3 separate regions of the Mus musculus genome follow, and all the other regions are linked to region 1. A link is a contact called in public Hi-C and promoter capture Hi-C data. All regions are on one chromosome and are shown on one strand. The core of a region is the stretch at or near the end of the contact, and the rest is flanking DNA. Distances in the headings are between cores, read along the strand shown.

Evidence for each region. Promoter capture Hi-C pulls out the DNA fragments that hold promoters and counts their contacts. A called contact is a pair of places that touch in the nucleus more often than the background predicts.
Region 2: a promoter capture Hi-C map of erythroid cells shows a contact between it and region 1, with 3 times the contacts expected there. The contact joins the enhancer-like site here to the promoter of Stat5a in region 1. A contact is called at or near these places in 2 of 39 promoter capture datasets (embryonic stem cells and erythroid cells), 1 of 15 datasets of contacts at CTCF or cohesin (CD8 T cells), 1 of 484 Hi-C or Micro-C datasets (bone marrow-derived macrophages), 8 of 115 datasets of contacts at active chromatin or transcription factors (CD8 T cells, bone marrow-derived macrophages, embryonic fibroblasts and 3 more) and 3 of 9 other capture datasets (adipose tissue, liver and pancreatic islet).
Region 3: a Hi-C map of bone marrow-derived macrophages shows a contact between it and region 1, with 91 read pairs. The contact joins the enhancer-like site here to the promoter of Stat5a in region 1. A contact is called at or near these places in 18 of 39 promoter capture datasets (the 3T3-L1 cell line, 3T3-L1-derived adipocytes, the C10 cell line and 10 more), 1 of 15 datasets of contacts at CTCF or cohesin (CD8 T cells), 61 of 484 Hi-C or Micro-C datasets (B cells, CD4 T cells, CD4 single positive thymocytes and 36 more), 26 of 115 datasets of contacts at active chromatin or transcription factors (the 230-238 cell line, CD8 T cells, the HPC-7 cell line and 15 more) and 6 of 9 other capture datasets (adipose tissue, bone marrow-derived macrophages, embryonic stem cells and 3 more).

What each region holds. Positions count from the first base shown.
Region 1 is chr11:100,857,692-100,861,074 of GRCm38.p6, reverse strand. It overlaps Stat5a (signal transducer and activator of transcription 5A), which reads right to left and starts at 1,724. Exons shown (of 20, transcript NM_011488.3): 1 at 1,495-1,724; 2 at 499-591. It also overlaps a transcript of Stat5b not described here.
Region 2 is chr11:100,915,155-100,918,537 of GRCm38.p6, reverse strand. All of the region lies in intron 1 of Stat3 (signal transducer and activator of transcription 3), which reads left to right. Among named protein-coding and RNA genes, the nearest start is that of Gm46295, 21 kb to the left of the region's middle. Within about 2 kb of position 1,902, at least 20 of the 459 cell types and tissues checked have an H3K27ac peak or open chromatin away from gene starts, as enhancers often do. A contact at or near this core is called in erythroid cells and liver, where this site is marked.
Region 3 is chr11:100,815,275-100,818,657 of GRCm38.p6, reverse strand. All of the region lies in intron 1 of Stat5b (signal transducer and activator of transcription 5B), which reads left to right. Among named protein-coding and RNA genes, the nearest start is that of Stat5b, 34 kb to the left of the region's middle. Within about 2 kb of position 1,682, at least 19 of the 459 cell types and tissues checked have an H3K27ac peak or open chromatin away from gene starts, as enhancers often do. A contact at or near this core is called in the G1E-ER4 cell line, bone marrow-derived macrophages, liver and 3 more, where this site is marked.

The DNA.
Region 1 (3,383 bases), core at 475-2,974:
GGGGGGTCTACAAACCGAAAGAGAAACTTAAGACACAGAGGCCCACAGTCCCTAACTAGACAAACACAAAAATTCTTGCCACCCAGCCTAAGACCCACACTCAATTTCTTGGAAGGGAGACTGTTCCAACCTAAAAGTTAGGCCAATGCTGGGACAGCCACTGGAGGTGCAGGTCTCCCCAGGCACGTGTCTGGGGCTGTCAGGGAGAGAAGACTAAGGGTCCACGCTGTCTTCGGGGAAGCCCTGGGCTGCACTCCAGAATCTACCCGCTCCGAGTGGAGTGTGATAATGTCAGTGTCCACTGCGTGAGTCCACCCCTGGCTGCCGCCTGCACGGATCCCTTGTCCCTGCTCCCTCTGAAGCTCCCATTCGAAGGCGGGACAGATGTCTGTCCCGTGTCAGGCCGTGGGGACTCCAGGGTGCTAGATCCCAGGGACGTGGCTGCAGCCTAGATCCTCTGTCCACGCGCCGCGGGCGGAGTCACGGCGACCCACCCACCTGGTGCTGCGGAGCGCCTGCGGCTGTCGCTCCAGGCCGGGGCTTCTGACGGCTCCTGACGGCTCTTGACGGCGGCGGCGGTGGAGGCTGTTACTACAGGAAGGAGCAGAGAGCAGCGATTTCCTCCTCAAAGGTCAGCTGCCTCCGATAGACCAAACACAGCGCGCGAGCTCGCCCCAGCACCCCTCCCAGCAGCGGTCGCTCCCTCCTTGCCTCCGCCCTCGATTACCGGCGCCCCGGCGAGTGCGCCAGGGCGCCCCGCTTACAAGACCGACCACTAGGCTGGGCGGCGCTGGGCTGAGGACAGCCCCTACAGCGGGGTGCCCCCTCCCTACACACACACTGGGACTCCCGGTCTGTGCTCCCCTGCGGCTCCGGGGGTGGGTGGGTGGGGAATGAGGGAGGAGCGTCCTGGGACAGCTGAACTGGAGCAGCCAGAGGGTGCCGGGAAGTCCCAAACTCTGAAAATCCCTAACTAGGGCCTCAGTTTTATCATCTGTTAAAAATAAATAAATAAAATAAAAGAGGGGGAGGAAGAAAAGAAAAAAAAATCTACCTAGAGATGGCTCCTACCTCTGGAGTCAACTAGTCTGTCTCTAGATTTACAAAGTTTTGTGTGTGTGTGTGTGTGTGTGTACACGCGCATGTTCAGGTAAGGGTGCATGTGGCTTCTATGCCTGCAGAGTCAAAACTTTAGAAGGACTGGCGATCCCAGAGAAGCCAAGCCTACTTCTAAGGTCTCCCACCTAGCATGACTTCCACCACATGACCTTCCCCCTTAAAGCCGAGCAAGAAAGACCTTGGTAATCATAGGTTTCAACCCCCCACACCCCCTTCTGACCTTTGCAGGTAAGAAACGTCAATCCAGAGAAGAGAAGGGGCCTGCCCAGGACCTCACTGTGGTCACATCACAGTCTCATCATCAGACTGTGACCCACAAACCACTCGGGAGTCCATCCAGTGACCTAGAAGGGTCACACCTGAAGCTGGTCCTACCTTCTAAACAGGCGCAGGAAGGGGTAGCCGGCACTTTCTAACTTCACATCTGCCTGCAGACTTTGCCGGGCAGCAGACCTGCTCCCTGGAGCTTTGCCTGGATCATAGTCCCCATCCCGAAGAGTTCCCCTCAAGGCCCAGGGGTTGGACAAGGCCAGGCTGGAAGTCTGCCATCCCCTTTGCCCAGCTTCCCTCTCCTCTGGGCCTCCTCTCTGCCTGGAAGTTGGCATGGGCAGTACCAAAGGAGGGGCCAGCCTGGCTGCCTACTCGAATACCATCCGGGCCAAGACCCAGTGGCCTGGAGGGATCATTTTAATTGGCTTCCTCTCTTACTAATTTCTTCTTGTATCTTTTCTTTCCATTCCGAGTTCCTGATCCTTCTTTCTGGTCTTTGGACCTCCTCTTTTACTCTTTTTTTTTTTTTTTTCAACTTTAGAGGTGGGGAAAACCTGAACCTTTTCTGCAGAAGTTGAAATGTCTGGGCTGTCCCCGCCCTCTGTGTGTGGTCACAGTGACTTTACTTGGCAGGATCACGAGGAAAGGAATTGAAAACAGGGGGGGGGGGGGTTTGCAAGGAGGATCAGAGGATGGGAGAGACCTTGCTCTTCAGATGCTCTGCCAGGACCAGGTAGGGTAAGGGGCTCAGGAGGAGTAGGCATAAGCCTTTTCCCGTCTTTCCCCTCTACTCTGTACAATGGATTGACCGGGAGCCAGTTAGACCCTCCGCTCCAGATGAACATCAACATGCAAAGCTGCCAGTGGCCTTAAAGGTGACTTTACCAATGGGAACAATAAAAGGCCAGATAGGGGAAGTGACTTGACCAGACTCTTGGAGCCAGTGTGACAGATCCAAGCCCATTGCCTCATGGTAGGTGGACCCCACTTGGCACCTGTGTCCCCCAGTCTTTCACAGTGGACGTGACAGTAGATTCATTAGGTTTCCTAAGTTCTCTGAGCTACATCTGTAGGCAGAGGACCACGCTGGTCATGCCCTCCATCTGGACACCTGAGAGTGGGTGTGGTACAAGAACTGCCCACCCACTTCCAGGCATTGACTTCTCCAGACCCCTCCCCCAGGACCCACAGAAGTCTGGGGCTCCCACATCTGGCTGGGCTGGGCTGGGCTTGCTGGGAAGGTGGTTAGGCCTGCTTACTCAAAAGCTAGCGGGGAGGTGCCACCCAGCAGAAGTGTAGGAGAGTCTGCAGAACCCACTCATGTCCCCAGACCTTACCAGGACCCAAAGGTAGCTGGCTCCCTGCCTTGCTTCTGGCTCTCTCCTCATTGGGCCGTTTTGAGGTTCCTAATCCTTGTATCTTTAAACATCATTTTCTTGTTTCTTATCACTATTGTGTGTGCATATGCTGTGGCCCTCCTGTGGAGGGAACAACAACCATGGAATAATGTCTCTCTGTCAACCGTGCTTGCCAAACTTGCTTGGCAAGCGCCTTTACCCACTGAGACGTTTTGCCAGTTCATCTGGTTGCATCTTCCACTGCTCCATTCTACCTTTTTCTATGCCTCTGCTATCTCGAAGATACTCACTGGGCAGGTGGGGTGTGGGGCAATTTTACAGCTTTCCCAAGATGGGCGCTGAGGAAGGAGGCTGTTGAGTTAGGTTGGTGACAGAGGTGTCTGTGGTTCTGACTCCAGATAATACAGTTACCCGGAAGTGTCACATTTGGGTTTTGGTAGTTGTTGTTGTGGTTGTTGTTTATTTGGGGTTTTTTGGGGGGGGGGTTGTTGTTTGTTTGTTTTTTGCTTTCAGTCCTTTGGTTTGGTCTCTGTTATTTCTCACCACAAAGCATCCTGGTGGTTTTAGGGGATCAAGCTCTAAGGGAGAAAACTGAATTCGGAGGGAAAGGAGTTAAGAAGATCAGAAATACCTGGT
Region 2 (3,383 bases), core at 653-3,152, 57 kb before region 1:
CTTAGCATCGTTCTTGACTCATGACAAAATTCCCAGATCAGAATCCCCAGGAGCTCTGACAGCAGGCTGCATCAGGATGCTGCTCCATGCCATTACTGCCTGTGAGATCCTGAATAAATCATGTCAAATTCTGGGCCTTCATTTCTCCTCGGTAAGATGAAGATAAAATATTGTCTTGACCAATGAGATGGCTCAACAGGTAAAGGTGCTTGCAGCTGAGCCCGACAGCTTACGTTTGATCCCTACCACCCACACAGTGGGAGGAGAGAAATGACTCCTTGAAGATTGTCTTCTGGATGCACCACATCATCATTATCATCAATGGTTAGCACAAAGATGAGATGAAAGTTCCACACGGTATTCAGCTATAGATACTGGTTTTCTTCTTTTCTTTCTTCCTTCTTTTTTTTTTTTTTTTTTTTTTTTTTTTGAAGACAGGGTCTCATGTAGCCCAGGCTATCTTCAAATTCACTGTATAATAAGGATGACCTTGAACTTCTGATGCTTTTGCCTCCACCTCCCGAGTGCTTGCGTGTGCACATCTCCATGCCATGCCTGGTTTTATGTGGTGTTGGCAGTGGAACCCAGGGCCTCGTACGTGCTAGGGAATCTCTTCACTAACTCAGCTACACCTCTAGCTTTTGGATTGTTCTTCAACCAAGGCTCTTGTTGACATTCATCTTTTTATTTTGAATAGTACTTAGTGGGTTTTTCATTGTATGCTGCTGGTGGTGGTTTTAAGACAGGGTCTAGCATAGTCCAGGTTGGCTTCAAACTCACCATTTAGTGGAAGGATGTCCTTAAACTGATCTTCCCATATCTAAGCTCTAAGGATAGGAATTGAAAGCATGCATTTTCATCTTTAGTGTTATTAGGCCTAGAGCTATCCTGTGCAAAATATGTGTGGAGAGATTTGATCATCTTCAGACATCTGTCCTGAGGTAGGGTCACCAGATGCTAATTCCCCCCACCCCACCCCCAGGATATGACAGCAGGGTCCATTATAATGCACGTGCTTCTCCATATCAGGGAAAGCTCTGTGGTTGTCTCTGATAACACCTAGGGAATTGGATGAACTGTTTGCTCTTTGGCTTCCTGAGGCACTGAGAAATGGAATTCCTGTTAAATGAGAGGGTCAAAGACTCAGAAGGAGCAACTACTGTTCACCTGTGACGTCACTTAAGTTTAGTACCATCCTTCCGAGGCGGGGTAGTCCCTGTTGTGCTGAAGAGGAGGCCTATTCAGCAGTCAAGCCTTGTAGAGAGAGTGGAAGGGTCACAGCCTGGGGAGGTGACCTTACGCACAAACTGAGTCCTTTTCCTTTTTTCTAGAGCTAGAGGCAGCTCTGACCGTCGACTTAGTGGTTGACAAAGCACGTCTGGCTGTGTCAATCTAAAGGTTTGCTGTCTTCTGGCTCCTTTTATCTACAATATTTGAAATCAAATATGGTGCATATCCCATATCAGTTATGGATTTTTGTAGTAAATATTTAATCTCAATTGGGGGTTTCTACCCCACCTTAGATCATTTAGTTCCCAGATAAAAGACCCAAAACTTTTATATTTATAATAAGCCTTAAACAACACTAAAGCTGAGCAGATATCATCTCTCTGTGTCTATTTTGTCTACTTTCAGGCAAATAACCCTGAGCTATGACTTGCCGTGTTCCACTTGAGCCGCTCTTACTCCACTGGCCAGCCCTCATGGCCAGATCTCACAATCTCTTACCCCATGGTGTCTTCCTCTCTCCACCTTCTCTCTCTTCCCTTTCATGGTCCTTTCTCTGACCCCAAGCCCAGAAACCAAAATTCTACCCACCTCTCTTCTGCCCAGCTATAGGCTGTAGGTGTCTTAGTCAACCAATAGTTTTAAACTAAGGAGCAAAGTTGCATAACATGACTTGGTGTGTTTGAGGATTTCCTCATCCCTGGGGCAACCGACCCTGGGGCCAGTATTCCGCATCACAGTACATAGGAATAGGTCAGTGCATTATTTGTTTTGTGTTCTCTCTGTCTCCTTCCCCTACCCCCCTTTTTCCTGACTTTCATGCTGGAAGTGAAGAGGAAGTGGTGAATCACACCTTTAATCCTAGTACCCAGGAGGCCAGGCAGGCAGATCTCTTGATGTTGAGGCCAGTCTGCTCTACATATCCAATTTCAGGTCAGCCCGAGCTACATATATGGCCCCAAAGAAGGCTTTTTGACACACTGTGAAATTGAACAGGAATTGTCCTCTTTTAAAGATAGAGTCCCACTTAGCTCAGGTGGGCACTGAACTTATTATGTAGCTGAGGCAGACTTTAAACTCCTGAGCCTGCTGTTTCTTCCTTCCGAATGCTGGGATTAAGGGTGAGTCCCATTACACTCGCTTCAGAAATGTCTCTGTATCACTTTCTGTTGTGGATTTTTATTTGCATTTGCATTTTGTCCCTCTCTTCATCCTCCATTTTAGGTTTACTGGTTCATTTATGTTCATACATGTCTTAGAGAGTTTAGGAAGTTGTGTGATTAAATCCCTTCTATCTGTGGTCTCCTGTGGTTCCCCTAGTTTCTTTAGACTGAACTATACAAATGAGGACTGTTACTTTAATGATAATTTTTCTATTAAGAAGTTCCTTATTAGACTGAAATTATTTTCCTTATGACTTACTGTTGGTAGGTTATTCCCCACAGGGCTAAGAAATTGCTGTTTGGAAAAGTCTAGAAGGATTTGGTGACATGCTGTTTCATTTTCCTTTTCTCTTGAGCTATAGAAACTAGGATCATCAGGGACTAGAGAGATAGCTTGTTAGTTGAGAGCACTGACTGCTCTTACAAAGAACACAAGTTCAGTTTCTAGCACCCTCATGGCCATTCATCATCCAACTGTAACTCTACTTTCAGGAAATTCAGCGCTCGTGTCTGGCCTCTGCTGGTACACACACAAACACACACACTGCACATATATAATATGTAAGCAAAACTTTTATATACATAAAATAATAAATCTCTTAAAACAGAAGAAAATAGGGTCACAGCATCTTAGTTACTGTTCTGTGGCTGTGAAGAGACCCATGACCAAAACAGCTCTTACTAAAGAAAGCATTTAATTTGGGGCTTGCGTACAGTTTTAGACGGTTAAGCACTGCTCATCATGACAGGAAGCAGTCTGGCAAGGGACAGTAGCTGAGAACTTTATATCCTCACAGTAGCAGGCAGAGAAAGATAAGGCCTGATATGGGCTTACAGTGACAAACCTCCAGCAGGCCACACCTCCTAATCCTTCCCAAACGCTTCCACTAACTGATGGGCAAGCATTCAAACATATGAGCAGCATTCTCATTCAAAGGTTCACACACACTTTATCTTTCCTCTGAACATTTGCAATGATGTTCTGCCCACCTC
Region 3 (3,383 bases), core at 433-2,932, 42 kb after region 1:
AGGGAACTGATAGCAGGGCCTTGTGCCTTCTAGGCCAGAGCTCTACCAGTGGGCCGTGTCTCCAACTCCTTCTCATTCTGTGACTAGTAAGAAGCGTGCAAAGGCAAGAACATCCTGTGCCCAGAGATGGATGTTATCTATGGCTTCTGCAGCTTTGATGCTCCTTGTCTGAGTCTACTGTGTGTGTGTATGTGTCTGTGTGTGTCTCTGTGTGTGTGTCTGTGTGTATCTCTGTGTGTATCTCTGTGTGTGTCTCTGTGTGTGTCTGTGTGTGTGGGTATGTCTGTGTGTATCTGTGTGTGTGTCTCTGTGTGTGTCTGTGTGTATCTGTGTGTGTGTGTGTCTGTGTCTCTGTGTGTGTATCTCTTTGTGTGTCTCTGTGTGTGTGTCTGTGTCTCTGTGTGTATATCTGTGTGTGTGTCTCCGTGTGTGTGTCTGTATCTCTGTGTATGTATCTCTGTGTGTGTCTGTGTGTATGTGTATCTCTGTGTGTGTCTCTGTGTGTGTGTCTCTGTGTATCTCTGTGTGTGTCCAAGTGCACGCATGTATGTGCACAAGTCTATAGAGGCCAGAGATCAATGTTGGGTGCCTTCCTCAATTGCTTTACAGCAGCAGTTCTCAACCTCTCTGGGGGTTGAACGACCCTTTCACCAAAGCCCATGAGAAAACACCGATATTTATATTACAACGCGTAACAGTATCAAAACTACAGTTATGGAATAGCACAAAAATAGTTTTATGGTTGGGGGCTCACCACAACATGAGGAACCATATTAAGGGTCGCAGCGTTAGGGAAGTTGAGACTGGGTATCTCAGTGAGCCTGGAGCTTGCCCACTGAGCTGTGGGGGCCAGCAAGCTCCAAGGATCCTTCTGAATGCCTTCCCAGAACTGGGAGCACAAGTGCCTGCTGTTCTTTAACATGGGTCCTGGGAATTGAACTCAGATCCTAAAGACAGCACAGTGAGTGCTTTGCCAACCAGGAGCCGTCTCCCCAGCCCAGCCTGCTTTCTTTTTGAGGGAGCACGTGTTTTAATATAAACATGGTTGTATTTAGGTGAGAAGTTTAAATATGCGAGAATCCACTGATGTGTGCTTACTCTCTGCACGCAGCAAATAGCCACCCAACCCCCGCGCCCCCCTTTTACCTTCTGTCCTGTCCTTCTGTTCATTACCTCTCTTCTTCCCAAAGCGACACACGGTGGGTGAAGATTTATGACTGTCTTCCCAGAATTTTATTATCTGTGTTGCCCGGGCAAATTTTTTCCTTTTTTGTTTCTTTGTGGGCCACTTTCACTCCTGTTCCCTTCTCATGGGCTTATGATTTTTTTTTTCTCCCCTGAAAGAGAATCTTCTTTCTGGTTGCTTATAAGCTAGTGGTTAGGTTGTTTTGTTTTGTTTTGTTTTGTTTAAAGGGCAGATGGTGCTAGTATTGACCTACTTTTAGATGTGGTCATTTACCCTAACCTTGCTCGGTCAGGCCAGTATGAACACAGTCTTAATCTTCTAACACTGTGTTTCATATTTTCTGTCTCTCAAAGTCCTTGTATTCGGTGACCACTCAACACAGTAATGATGTTGACATTGACAGTGAGAGCATCCACATGACCAGAGACCTGGTCCCTTATCCCCCTCCCAGGATCCCTCAGTTCTCAGCGGGTGCTGGGAGGTTTAACCATTTGCAATGCTGGCACCTTGCCTGGAACTTTTCAGATCAGAACCAATGTTTATCCATTGAGTCCATCTGCCAACTGTCCCTAGCCTTTGCTAAAACCAGAGTCTCCCAACACTGGGTTTCTCCTCTCTCTTTAAATTATTAAGTGTGACAACGTGTGCACAAGCACAGAGGGTGACATGACAACTCACCACAAGTTCTCAGGACACAGGCGGTGCTGGGCAGTGGCAACAGGGCACTGCACAGTCAGGGCCTCTTGGCACTGAGAGATGGGGTCATCTTGGTAATGGCATTAAGGGCATGTGCCACCAGGCCTAGCTTTTTTCTCTTTTTCAGTTACAGCTTTATTGAGATAGAATCACGTGTTATAAAATTCACCTTTTTATTTAGTTTGGGGTGTGTGTGTCTGTCTGTCTGTACCATGGCATGCTTGTGGAGGTCAGATGACAGCTAATGGATGTTTGCTCTTCACTCCACTATGGGTTTCAGGGGTCAAACTCAGGTCATCAGACTTGAATGACCAATGCTTTTACCTGAGAGCCATTTCCCTGGCCCCATCAACATTCTAAAATGTCCAGAATTCAGTCTCCCGGGCGTTGTAGTCCATTACCACTGTCCAGCCCAGCCTTAATGTGTTTTCCTCACTTCCTCGCTTCCCCAAAAGTTCAACCTCACTCTTTTCTGTGGCTCTGAATTTGCCTATTGTAGAATCACAGTGTAGTTCAGGAAGTTTGTCCTCCACAGTTTTCAGTGTTCTCCTTCTGAGTTGGGGGAACAGGACTCACAGTGCCCCTGCCCCACCCTTCCATAGGTTCTTGTCTGTAAAGCCCTTGTGTCAGCGGGACTGATTAAGAAATCAGAGTATCTGGGACTGGAGAGATGACTTAGCAATTAAGAGCACTGGCTGCTCCTCCACAGATCCTGAGTTCAAGTCCCAGCCACCACAGGGAGGTTCATAGCCATCTATAATGTGATCTATACATAAAAAGGGAAGGAAGGAATGAAAGAAGGGAGGAAGGGAGGGAGGAAGGAAGGAAGAAGAGTATTAGGGCCAGCAAAATGACTCAGTGGATAATGATGATTGCCACCAAGCCTGACATCCTGAGTTTGATCCCCAGCACAACACACAGTAGGAGAACAAACCCCCTACAAGTTATTCTCTAACTGCCAAAGGCGTGCTATGGTGTGTGCGCACACACGTGCATACGCGTGCGCACACAAATGCAATAAAAATAAGAAAAAGAATACCTTATTCTTAAAGGAAGGTAACTTTTGTCCTGTGGAGCATTAGGAAGCAGGAGGATAGCAGGAGCTGCTCATCAATCAGATGAAGTTTGGAAAAGCTTGTTGGTGGGGTGAAGATGGAGGTGGGGAGAAGGAAGTGCTAAGTGTAAGTGTGAAAGAATCATTGGCTCTCCTCAGGGGCTGACCACACTCAGGCTCTGTGTTACATACTTACACACACACACACACACAACTCAGAAGTTATAGAAACTCCGAATAGTAAAAACTAACCTGGCAAACCATATCTCTCTGTGAGTGTTTTAAACCCTCATCTCTCCTCAAGCCAGAATTTGTTCAGTCCATTGGCAGAGTTTCGCTGGAAGCTTCCAGCAAGAGAGCCTGCTTTCCGCCAGGGAAGTTACAGCAAAACAGTCTCTGGTGTTCTGAAAACCTTCAGAGTAATGGCTTTGTTTGCAAACGCTTCTG